Regions from separate parts of the Rattus norvegicus genome. Here region 1 is linked to region 2. The links are chromatin contacts, called in public Hi-C maps. All regions are on one chromosome and are shown on one strand. Each heading gives the region's core, a stretch centred on a gene start, on an enhancer-like site or on the middle of the called end of the contact. The rest is flanking DNA. Distances are from core to core; before and after follow the strand shown. Region 1 holds the start of E2f3 (E2F transcription factor 3). Region 2 has its middle 59 kb from the start of Mboat1.

Region 1 (5,735 bases), core at 1,684-4,183, 98 kb before region 2:
CCGGGTGCGTAGGGGAAATAGGCTTATTGTATGGCCAAGCATGTTTAATCAAGTCCATAAAAGTATGAACTGCTAATGAAAGCATGGACTATCCTGTGCCTGAGAATCTAGCACACTGGATACTGTATACAGTGCAAGCAGGTACTGTACTCGGCTTCCCCCCTGCTGGCAGACCCTAGTCACTAAAAGGATGAGCCTCTTTGACTGGGACTGTATCTATCACACATCCCTAGTAAGTATCTAGAATGGAAGGAACAAGATCCAACCCCGGGAAAAATTATAAACAGAAAGGAAATTTTTAAAAATTAATTCTTTCTCTACCCACCCCATTTCCCAAAGTCCTATATATGTGTACAGACTTTCTTAAGAGATCCCAGCAAAACACTGATTGTGCAAAAACACACACACATCTAGACCTAGGACTAGGTGAGGTCCTCGACTGGTATTACCATGCAACCATAGGTATCTGAGTCCGGGTGGGTTCTAGCCTGGTCGGAGCCAAGCCTCAACACGAGGGTGAAGACAGAAGGCATGGAGGAAGGAATGCAGGAGAGAAAGGAAGAGGGGGAGACCTCGGGGCCACACTTCTTTCTAGTAGCAACAAAAAGGGAAGCCGCATACTGACCTAAATCATCTCTCAAAGGCGCTTTATAAATTACAGGGACAAAGGGAGGGGGTGGCGGGTGGCCTGGGAACCCCACAGACACCCTACCCTCTGACCCGCCCCCTCCCCCTCCAGCACAAGGGAAGCAAGACAGAAAGCAGCTCAACTCGGCCACGGGCGTGAAGCCCTCATCTGGGTTTCAATTGCCCATCCATCCACCCCCCAAAAGAAACACACGTAAACACTATACCCACCCCGGGGGCGGCTACTCCCGCCCCGGGGCTCCTAGAAGCCGAGGCCGGGGATTTACTTAGTTAGATTTTTCTTGCTTACTCATTTCCCTCAAGCACCCAACCCCCCGTTCCCACTCCAAAACCCCGCTCGGTCGCCTACCCTCCGGCTCCGGCCCCCCGGGGATCCGGGGTCCCCGCGGCGGTGGCTCGGGCCCCCGCGCGGTCCGGGTCACTAACCTGCTGCTGTAAGGGCATTTCCGAAAGCAGCCTGGCTCCGGGGGAGGTGGGGGGCCGGCTGGAGAGGGGGCCCGAGGCCGAGTGGAGCGGCGGCGCCGGGCGAGGGCGGGCGCCGTGGGGGGGGTGGGGACGGGAGAGGGAGGGTGGCGGTGCCGGGTGCGAGGGCGCCGGGACCGTCCCAGGCCTGGGAGCCGGCGAGCAGGAGGAAGTGGGTGCCCCCTCTCCCCCTCCAGCGCCCCCTCCCGCCGGCGCCTCCTCCCCAGTCACAGGCGCGTCCTCCGCGCACGTGTGCGAAACGTCACCGGCGGGTCCCGGAGAGAAGGGACAGATCCTGGCGGCGGGACGGGAACCCGGCTGCCCCCGCCCTCCGTCGCCGGGGGGCGGGGAGGGGGACAGGGCGGGGAAGGAAGGGGCAAGGGGAGAGGCGGGTCAAGGGCAGGCCCGGGGCCCGGTGAGCAAGGCCCCAGCGCTCCGGCCACGCGGGCGCCGCCGCTGCCACCGCGGAGATGCGCCCAGGCCGGAGCACCCGCCCGCCCGCCCCTTGTCGCAGACAGCGCGAGCTCTGGTCTACCGGGGCTCTCAGCTCCACCTCCCCCACAGCGATACCCGTCCACCTCCCAGATCCCCTTTGTTGCCGGGAGCTAGGTCCCCAAAGGTGCCAGGCACTGGCGCCCCAGCGCTCGGAGCACGCCTGCGGGACCCCCGGCCGCCCAGGGGCTGCAGAGGCAGGAGACAGGCTTGCACGCCTCGGGTCCCCCGGTTTACATCCTCTGGGGTCCCCCACTCTCCAGTGCACTACTCCCTCCCCCACCCCCTTCTCCATCCGGGGCGTGACCCCTTCCTACGCCCGAGAAAGAGGAAGCTTCGAGTTGCAAGGGAGGGGAGAGTGGGGGTAGGGAAAAGTGCAGGAAAAGAAGGGGGGGCGCGAAAAGTTTTGGAGTGTTGGATGTGGCTCGCAAAGAGGGACTCCCCACCGCCCCGCGCGCCAGCCCAAGCCCCCATGTCCTCCCAACGTCCGCAGGGAAGCACCCCGAGTCTAACAATAAGCACACGCTGGAGGGACAGCAACGAGGCCCACGATGCTCAGCCTCGCGCTCCCGCGCCACCGCTCCCGGGAGCCCGCCTCCCACCTGGGCTAAGGACACTGAGGAGGGTATTACCGGTGGGCCACCGCCGCCGCCGCGTCCTGCTGCTGGTGGCTGCTGTAGCAGCCCGGCTCTGCTGGAGGGTCCTTGTGGCGTGGTGTAGAGGAGGCTGCTGGCGGCCGGCTCCGTGCCGGGGACACTGGGGAGAAGGGGGCCGGCGGCCAGGGCGCCGCTTTGGAGGGAGGTGGCACAGGACGTGGTGGAAGGGTTCGTGGTGAGGATCTGGATGTACGTGCCCGGGGCGGCGGCGGCGGCGAAGCCGGAGCTGGCTAGCAGTGCCCTTTTGTCCATGGAGGCTGCAGCGGCGGCGGCGACGACAGCCGCCCCCTCCCCACCCCCGGCGGTCACCAGGTACTGCTCCAGGGCGGGCTGGATCCCCTTTCTCATCTCTCGCTCCTGCTCTTTTTTAGTGTTACGATATATTAACGTATTGCTTTCAATTTCTTTATTATTTGCAGCCGGAGTTTCCAAGTCTCTCCTTCTCGCCTCCCCTCCCGGCGCTTCCGAACCCTCTCTCTCTCTTTTCTTTTTATTTTTCCGCACCGCACAGGCCCCGGGGGCCAAAAATAATCGGGGGTCTGGAGAGAGGAGGGTCCCGGCCGCACGGATATCAGGCCCCGAGGAGGGATGGAGGCGTCGGGGGCAGCCGATGCAACGGATTGCGAGGCGGCGGCGGCAGCCCGGGTGCTGCGGCCGGCAGCTGAAAAATGGCTCCAGGAAGCTGCTGCTGACAATGAATGAAGGGATACGGTTTACGCGCCAAGGTCCTCCCGCGAAACTCAGATTTCCCGCCGGCTTTTCAAACCATATTTGCATATCTCCGCCCCTCAACCCGCCGAGGACTGTTCCCACAGTCCATTGGATCGCTGTCGCCTTACTTCGGTACCAATCCTGGAGTGAGGTCGCCACTGGCTGTTTTCCATTGGCTGCCATGCACCATGGTTACCGGGGTGACCTAGGCTTTATTTGCATAGGAAAATCTGATTGGGTGGAAGCAGAGCAGGCTTCTTAGGAGGTGGGGCAAAGTCCTACTCTCCCACGGAAAGCCACGCCCATCACAGGCCCCTCCCTCGCTCCTACCCGCGGGGCTGGCTCTGATGACCTGGGCAGGGACTCTGCCTCGCAGACTCAGTGTGGATCTAGTCTGGAGCGCAAGTTTCGGTTTTGGAGATTGTCAAGGTGACACCCTCAGGGACTTTGTTTCCTTTAACCAATCAGGGTAGTAAATGAAGAACTGGTAGAAATTCTCCCAAATATGTGTCAAAGGCAAGTTGGACCCGGCCTGGCAGGTGGAAAACTGAGCCCTTTAAATCCTAGGTTTCTTCCTTCCTGAAATCCAACCAATGACGTGAGAGCGGATCCGGAGGCCGAGGCTGATAGACAGAAGCATGTGGGCAGACAGAACCGTGGGGGTAGAAGGTTCAGCTGACGCGACTGCAGGCACACTTTAGTTCATATTCCAGATCATTCCTGGCAGCTTCATGATTAGCCCGAATTCGGTTTAAGTAAAAATTAACTCTTTGTTCAGTGAACTCTTGTTACAAGTATAGGTTTGAGTCTAACAAACACCCTCTCTGGCCCAGAAACAATCAGGGGAGTTAATCAGGGCTAACCTAGAACTGATCCGCGGGTTTTTAATCCGCCATGCAGCAATCCAAAGAAGTACAGGCTTTTATGGTGACGTGGGACTTCCAGTGAAAGCTGCCTGCACTCGGCTCTTTACATCCTGAGACTCCAGGAAATTCTTCAGCAAACAGCAAACACTACAACCCAATCCTAACCCAATATATTTTAAAAGAAAGAAAAAATGTATGCACATTTATGTATATATGTAAATCAGAAGATGTCAAGGAAAATGAAATAGTTGTCGAACTGGCTTCTATATGAAAGTGAATACTTATGGATCTTTAAAATGAGGATTGTGGGGCTGGAGAAACGGATCAGTTAGTAAAATGCTTACTTGCGTAAGCGAGAGGACCTAAATTTGATCCCCAACACTCACATTTAAAAAGTTAGGCATGACTGCATGTATCACTAATCCCAGAACGGGGAGATGGAGACCTGAAAATCCTTGGGGCTTGCTGGTCAGCAGTGAAGCTAGTTGGTAAATTCCAGACTCATTGAGCTACCCTATTCTGAAAACTAAGGTAGAGAGCTGTTGAGGAAAACATCTGAGGTTGGCCTCTGACTTGTATGTGCACGTGTATACACAAGCTTGTGCATTCACATGTACACATACACTTGTACATGCACAAGAAAAGTATTTAAGACTGAGGAGGAAGGTGAGGAACGATGTAGACCAGATTTTCATTTAGTAGCTGAGAACTGTGGGAAACAGCTGTTAAGATATATGGTTCTACCTCAGGCACATTATAATTTTTAAATGTAGGGTATTTGGTGGGTTGCTCAGTGGATGATGAGGCTTGCATTACACAGAGTACTTTCATCTGAGTATTATTTATTATTATTGTTGCTATTATTATTATTATTATTATTATTATTATTATTATTATTTTACCCAAACTCACATTCAAACCATATATGAAGCCTAACAATTTGAGTCAGTTCAGGTTAGGACCATTTAATATTTCAGTCCTATTACCATCTCTGGAATTAAAAATATTGTTAAGGGGCTGGAGAGATGGCTCAGTGGTTAAGAGCACTGACTGCTTTTCCAGAGGTTCTGAGTTCAAATCCCAGCAACTACATGGTGGCTCTCAACCATCTTTAGTGAGGTCTGATGCCCCTCTTCTGGTGTGTCTGAACACAGATACAGTATACTTACGTATAATAAATAAATAAATCTTTTTTAAAAAAAAATACTGTTAAGCTTCATGCCAGGCTTGGAAGCACTTTGGTTTTGCATTCAAATTGGTTGAAGAGCCATAGAATTTGTACATTTGAAGATTGGTGGCCAGTAATCTTATTGGCTGTGTTTGTAGAGTCGGTAAGGTGAAATTCAGAAGGCACACATGCCTGGTTGAGTAAGAGGGAGGAGAACCACTTCTTTAATCTTATAACTGTCGCTTTGCATTGTGGATCACTGTGGAGAAAGCTAATACTGTAAGCTAGGACACTGGCAGCTGCGTGATATTCCTGTAGGGAGGTTACTGTAGGGGGAGGGGTGTTGCAACATGTCATCAGAGAGCTGCATCCGACATTACAGACAATACCAGATTTCCGTCTTTGCAAACTTGAGCTCCCCATAGGTGACCAGCAGTAAGGTAAGTAGGGCATAACCCTGGGAGCTGAGAAAAAAGTCTGGTTGGTAAGTCACTAGGACCTGTGTTCGGACCCTAGAATCCATGAGTCCTTGGTGAGAGTCAGCACATTTTAGTACATTTGCACTTAGGGGTCAGTATAATCTGGGTCTCTCTCTCTCTCTCTCTCTCTCTCTCTCTCTCTCTCTCTCTCTCTCTCTCTCTCTCTCTCTCTCTCTCTCCTGCTTGTTTAAAAAGAAAATAAAGGTCAGAGAGATGGTTCAGCTGGTCAAAGTACACTGGTTGCCAAGAGCTA
Region 2 (5,426 bases), core at 1,188-3,687:
CACTGTAGTGAATCAAAATGTAATTCTCTGTGTTTTCCACTGTTCTTGAAAAGGTCATTGGGCCCTCAAAGGGGTTATGACCCACAAGGTGAGAATGACTGAGACACGGTCTAATATAGCCAGAGCTGGTCTCAAACTCACTCTGTAGATGGGCTCATTTTGAACTCCTCATCACTCTACCCCACCTTCTGAGTGCCAAGATTACAGATGCGACCCACTGCGCCTGACTTCTGTATTGTGTTTGTATAGTTATCTTATACCTGTTAGAATTAGGGCATATGTTTAACTCATAGATTATACACTAATGCGGATTCTGTTCTGTGTAGATTTTTTTTAAAAAAATGGGCAAGCCATACAGTACAAAAATATTTAGAACAGGCATGTATTTAATAAAGTACATGTATGTATATATTATTTGAATCCAAATGTAATAATAAAACAAAGCGATCTATTTAAAAGTGGCAAGAGATTTGAACGAATGTTCACTGAAGAAGATGCCCAGGGGTTGGGATTATAGCTCACTATGTACTACTATGTAGTACTATGTACTATGTAGTACTATGTACTATGTACTGCTATGTAGATCAGGTCGGCCGTGAACTGGAGATCTGCCTGCTCCTGCTTCCTGAGTGCAGGGGTTAAAGGCAAGTGTCACCATGCCATGATGGGGTATGGTTCAGTGGTAGAATGCTTGTCTAGCGTTTGAGAAGCCTTGGGTCCGTTCCTTGCAGCACAATATTGCTGGACAAATGTAAACTAAAGCCATGTTGCAAGCTTTTTTTTTTATTAGAATAGTGGAAAACTAATAAAGCCATTCAATAAAATTACACTGTCACATGCCAATGTGTCACACGCCAACAGAGTCGAGGCTGGAGCTGCTGGGATTTCTGGTGGTCAGGGAAACGGTCTCATTCTGTCCGGAAACCAGTGTGTGGTATTCCTTCAAATGGCCCGCATACCACTTGATCCAATAACTGCACTTCTTCATGTTTAGCCAAGGAAAATGGAAGCATATGTTCATACACAAAAACCTGGACGTGAAGGATTAGAGCAGCTTTATTCATAATTGCCCCAAATTGGAAACAGCCCAAATTCCAAATGTCATCTGGCTGTTGAAAGGATAAACTCAGCAATCTATCCATGCATCTTAGCAAGCCACTTGGCAAAAGAACGGACGACTCATACATGCAGCAAGGACAAACTTCTCTTCCTCATTTGTATCATGCTAAGTGAAAAATGCCAGACTTCTGCACCAGATGATTCCATTATGCCCCCTAGAAGAAGAGAATGTTCCAGGAACAGAGAGTCAATCAGTGGTTCCTGGGGGTCCAAGGAGGTCCCGTGGCTGCCAAGGGACATGGGAACACTTTTAGTGACATACCGCTCTGTGTTTTGAACAGTGGTCACATGACCGCACATATATGTCTCTATCCAGAGATGTGCACACAGCAGAGAACACACTCATGGCAGGTAAGTTATACTGTCTAGTTTATAAAATGTCAACAAGGGTCTTCAGATGGGGGACTTTGACATTACAAGTTTCACTATTTTCCTTCAAATGTGTCTTCCCACCAGTTCAACAGGGATTAAGTGTATATGTGTGTCATTTATTGTTCTAAGCATTTTGGGGATCACTACAAAAGTTTAAGACAATCTGGAGTTGTTCATGGACGTGAGGACAGATTTTCCTGTTGAGCCTTTATCTAGAAGCTTATCACAAGTTTCCCTGTGAGTCATGACACCACGTCTCCCGTAGGTCTCCCGTAGGTCTAACGCAGTTTTGTGTTTTCTTAGATTATAGATGAGCGTATGAAGGAGATGGAGAAACTGGCCTATGAACAATGAGATGGAGGGACGCAGGGTCTGGATCCTGCCTGGCAGATTAAGCACACACTCTAGGACGAACTGTGGGTGACTGGAAACAAGAACTCCTCAGCTCACGTAGAATTTTCAGATGTTCGCTACTCAGAAAGAAGGGCAGGACATATTTTTAGTCTCCAGGCCTTAATCTGTGTCTATGACATGACAGTGAAGATGGGGGGTGGTGTGGGGGAAAGGGGGTACATCTATAAATCTTAAAACACTAGAAAGGGTTAGGGTGTTCTTCCCAGCTGAGCTGTGTGGTGGCCCACACCCCCTCCAACATCTGTACGTAAGCCCTTCCTTCTAAATGAGGTCTACCCAAGCACCCTAAAAAAAACCCCAAAACTGTTATCAGTCCTCACAAGCCTAAACAATATCCTGCTCCACGTTCTTTCCCATCGTGCTTATCTTCTTGCTTCAAAGCATTCTTGACTGCTTGGAATGCATGCTGTTCACTGTCACCTCCTTGCTAGAATGCTAGCCCACCATGTCGGAAACCAAAGGCTATTCTGTGCATAGACAGAGAGTAGGTGCTCAGCACGTGTTTGGAAATACACCAAGAATGCTTGCCATTAGCGTTTGCACAGAGATCCCGGACCGGACACACCTCACAAAGTCAAATAGTTACCCTCCTTTGATGATGTAAGATGTTTCTTGTTCCCATTTCAGAGAGAAGGAGACAGGTTAGGAGGATCTGAACCAAGGTTGCCTATAAAACTAGTAAAAAGTGGTACCATGGTCCAGACACAAAAACACCTCTCAACTTGGAAATATGGATCCCAGAAAGCAAAAATGAACACACCACTAGGGACCGTCTGGCACTTGGAAGCCCAGAGGGTTTTGGATTGGCAGGTCTGAGTCCTTAGCTAAGAGTGTCAGAGGAAGCCATTTTAAGGAATACATTCTCCATGAAAAACCTGGCAAGACATGGGAAAAGAGAGGGGCAAGGAAAGGGCTTTTACAGAGCAATATAAGTGGAATTAAACTCGGGTTTTTAAATTTCTCAGTAATTAGATTCAGTTTAAATTCACACATTTTAAAAAGGTAAATGCAGGCTGAATTTCCCTTACCCCATATTTTGGGTAAAATCTACCTAAAAATAAAATCTACCTAATGCTAACAAATTACTAAAATCTCTTCATGTAAGTAAGTAATTTAGTTTCTGTTTTGCCCTGCAGATGGGACAATTTATTATTACTGCTAATGAATCTCTAGGAATTAATTGTTGAGATGGGATTAACAACCCCAAAATAGTTGGAAGAAAACCTTAATTTGGATCATGTTTTCCTAACTCTGTCAGCAGCTTCTGATTATAAAAATAGTCTCAACCCCCTTAGGCGGGACTTACTCTTCCGGTGTCTGCGGAGGGCAGGGTGACCTTTCACTCGCTTTTGATGACCGCCCTCTTGTGGTGGATTGTGAGGATGCACGTCTAGCTTCAGGGTTCTTTGTGAGAGCCCAGCCCCGCGTGGTCTAGAATATTCTGGGATCTCCCTGGTGAAGATTCCCTTGCTCCCCCTTTCTTCTCTTAGAGTCGTAATGTTCTGTAAACACAAGGACAAATGTATTGCTGTTATGTCTATATTGTAATTTTGACTTTATTTTTGTGCCAACTGCTGCTACTGTGGCCAATTTTAGTAGTAATTATTTTCCTCTTCCTGCTTTACAGAGTGTTGTAAGTAAATGTGAATAGAAGAAAACCAAGAAGACTAAAGGAATTTCTTCTCATTCATGCTTTAAACTTCACTCCTCCAAATGGCTGCGACTGTTTTTGTCTGTATTTTCTTCTTTTTTTAAGTAATGTTTTAAGATTTATTTATTTATTCATTATATGTAAGTACAATGTAGCTGCTTCAGACACACCAGAAGAGGGAATCAGATCTCATTACAGATAGTTGTGAGCCACCATGTGGTTTCTGGGATTTGAACTCAGGACCTCTGGAAGAGCAGGCAGTGCTCTTAACCACTGGACCATCTCTCCAGCCCTCTGTTTTTATTTTCTTAAAAATACAAGGCAAAACTGAACAGAAACCAGGAGATGGAGTGCGGTAGCACATGCCTGTATTTAATCTGAGCACCAGGGCTACATAATAAACAAATACATGGACAAAGACATAAACAAACAAATCACCAAAGGAAGATACATGTTGAGGCCTGAGAAATACCAGGTTTGAGATCGTAAGTTCTCTCACTTAGTAGTTGCTCTAAGGCAGTGGTTCTTAACCTGTGGATCTTGACCCCTCTGGGGAGGTCGAATACAGGATATCCTGTATATCAGGTATCTACATTTTGTTTTACAACAATAGCATAATTACAGTTATGAAGTAGCAACAGAAGTAATCTTATGTTTGGGGATCATCATACCATGAGCAACCGTATTAAAGGGTCACAGCATTAGGAAGATGGAGAGCCACTGCCTTAAAGAGAAAGCATAAAGTTTAGTGCTGATGGAAGAACGACATTTGTTTCAACTCTTCTACAGCGTCTCTCATGCACAGACACTGGGTATAGTGTCTCCTGGAAATGTAGACACATGGTTCTAGTTACAGCTGAGCTTGTTTAATGGCTGCCATTTAAATTTTACTTAATCAAGGGGCAATGTATATATATATATGTGTGTGTGTGTGTGTGTGTGTGTGTGTGTGTGTATGTATGTATTTCAGTAACATTCACCTAGACTCCCAGACCCACTTCTGCCTAATTTCATATCCCCCTTTTTTTCTAGATCACTGACTACATTTGTGCTGCCCATATGTGAGTTGTTGTCCTACTATGTGCCACACCTGTGTTAGGGTTTCTATTGCTGCAGTGACCTGCCACGGCCACAAAGCAAGCTGGGGAGGAAAGGGTTTATTCAGCTTGCACTTCTACATTGCAGCTCACCACCGAAGGAAGTCAGGAAAGGAACTCAAGCAGGGCAGGAACCTGGAGGCAGGAGCTGATGCAGAGGCCAGAGAGGGTTGCTGCTTATTACTAGCTTGCTTCCAATGGCTTGCTCAGCCTGCTTTCTTACATAGACTGGTGCCATCAGTCTAGGGATAGCACCACCCACAATGGCTGGGTCCTCCCCCGCTGATCACTACTTCAGAAAATGCTTTACAGTTTGATCTCATGGAGGCATTTCTTCAAGTGAGGCTTCTTTCTCTCTGAAGACTCTAGCTTGTGTCAACTGACACAAAAACCAGCCAGTACAACATCTCTAAAAATCTCTCTCCTTCCTAGGCAGCTAACAGCTGTCAAAACCTCTTCAGCTAGACCTGAGGTCTTGGAAGCCCCTCCCTACTTCATTTGAGAACACTGATTGGCTCAATCTTGGGCAAGCACAGCTGCTGTGATTTCAAGAGCATGGGATTCCTGACACATTCAGAAGACACTGTTTCACCTTGCCCCAGCCCCAGGCCGGCTCTTCAATGTTTGTATTGCCTTTTCTGCCATCCTCCCTGCAGCCTTGTGCAGAGGGATGTGGTACAACTGTCCATTTATGGTTGTGCACGAAAAGTCAGTGTCTTAGGCATTCTTTCTGACATATCAAAAGAGTCTTGGATCTCTAGGATTGGAACAGA

What was found. A called contact is a pair of places that touch in the nucleus more often than the background predicts.
Region 1: a contact with region 2 is called in a Hi-C map of liver, with 4 times the contacts expected there. The contact joins the promoter of E2f3 here to the enhancer-like site in region 2. A contact is called at or near these places in 9 of 12 Hi-C or Micro-C datasets (the A7r5 cell line, the Rat2 cell line, Schwann cells and 5 more) and 1 of 1 datasets of contacts at active chromatin or transcription factors (oligodendrocytes).

The regions. Positions count from the first base shown.
Region 1 is chr17:34,807,614-34,813,348 of GRCr8, reverse strand. E2f3 (E2F transcription factor 3) reads right to left here and starts at 2,933. Exons shown (of 7, transcript NM_001137626.2): 1 at 2,235-2,933. The coding sequence starts at 2,606.
Region 2 is chr17:34,709,857-34,715,282 of GRCr8, reverse strand. No RefSeq gene overlaps it. Among named protein-coding and RNA genes, the nearest start is that of Mboat1, 59 kb to the right of the region's middle. Within about 2 kb of position 2,437, at least 3 of the 93 cell types and tissues checked have an H3K27ac peak or open chromatin away from gene starts, as enhancers often do. A contact at or near this core is called in liver, where this site is marked.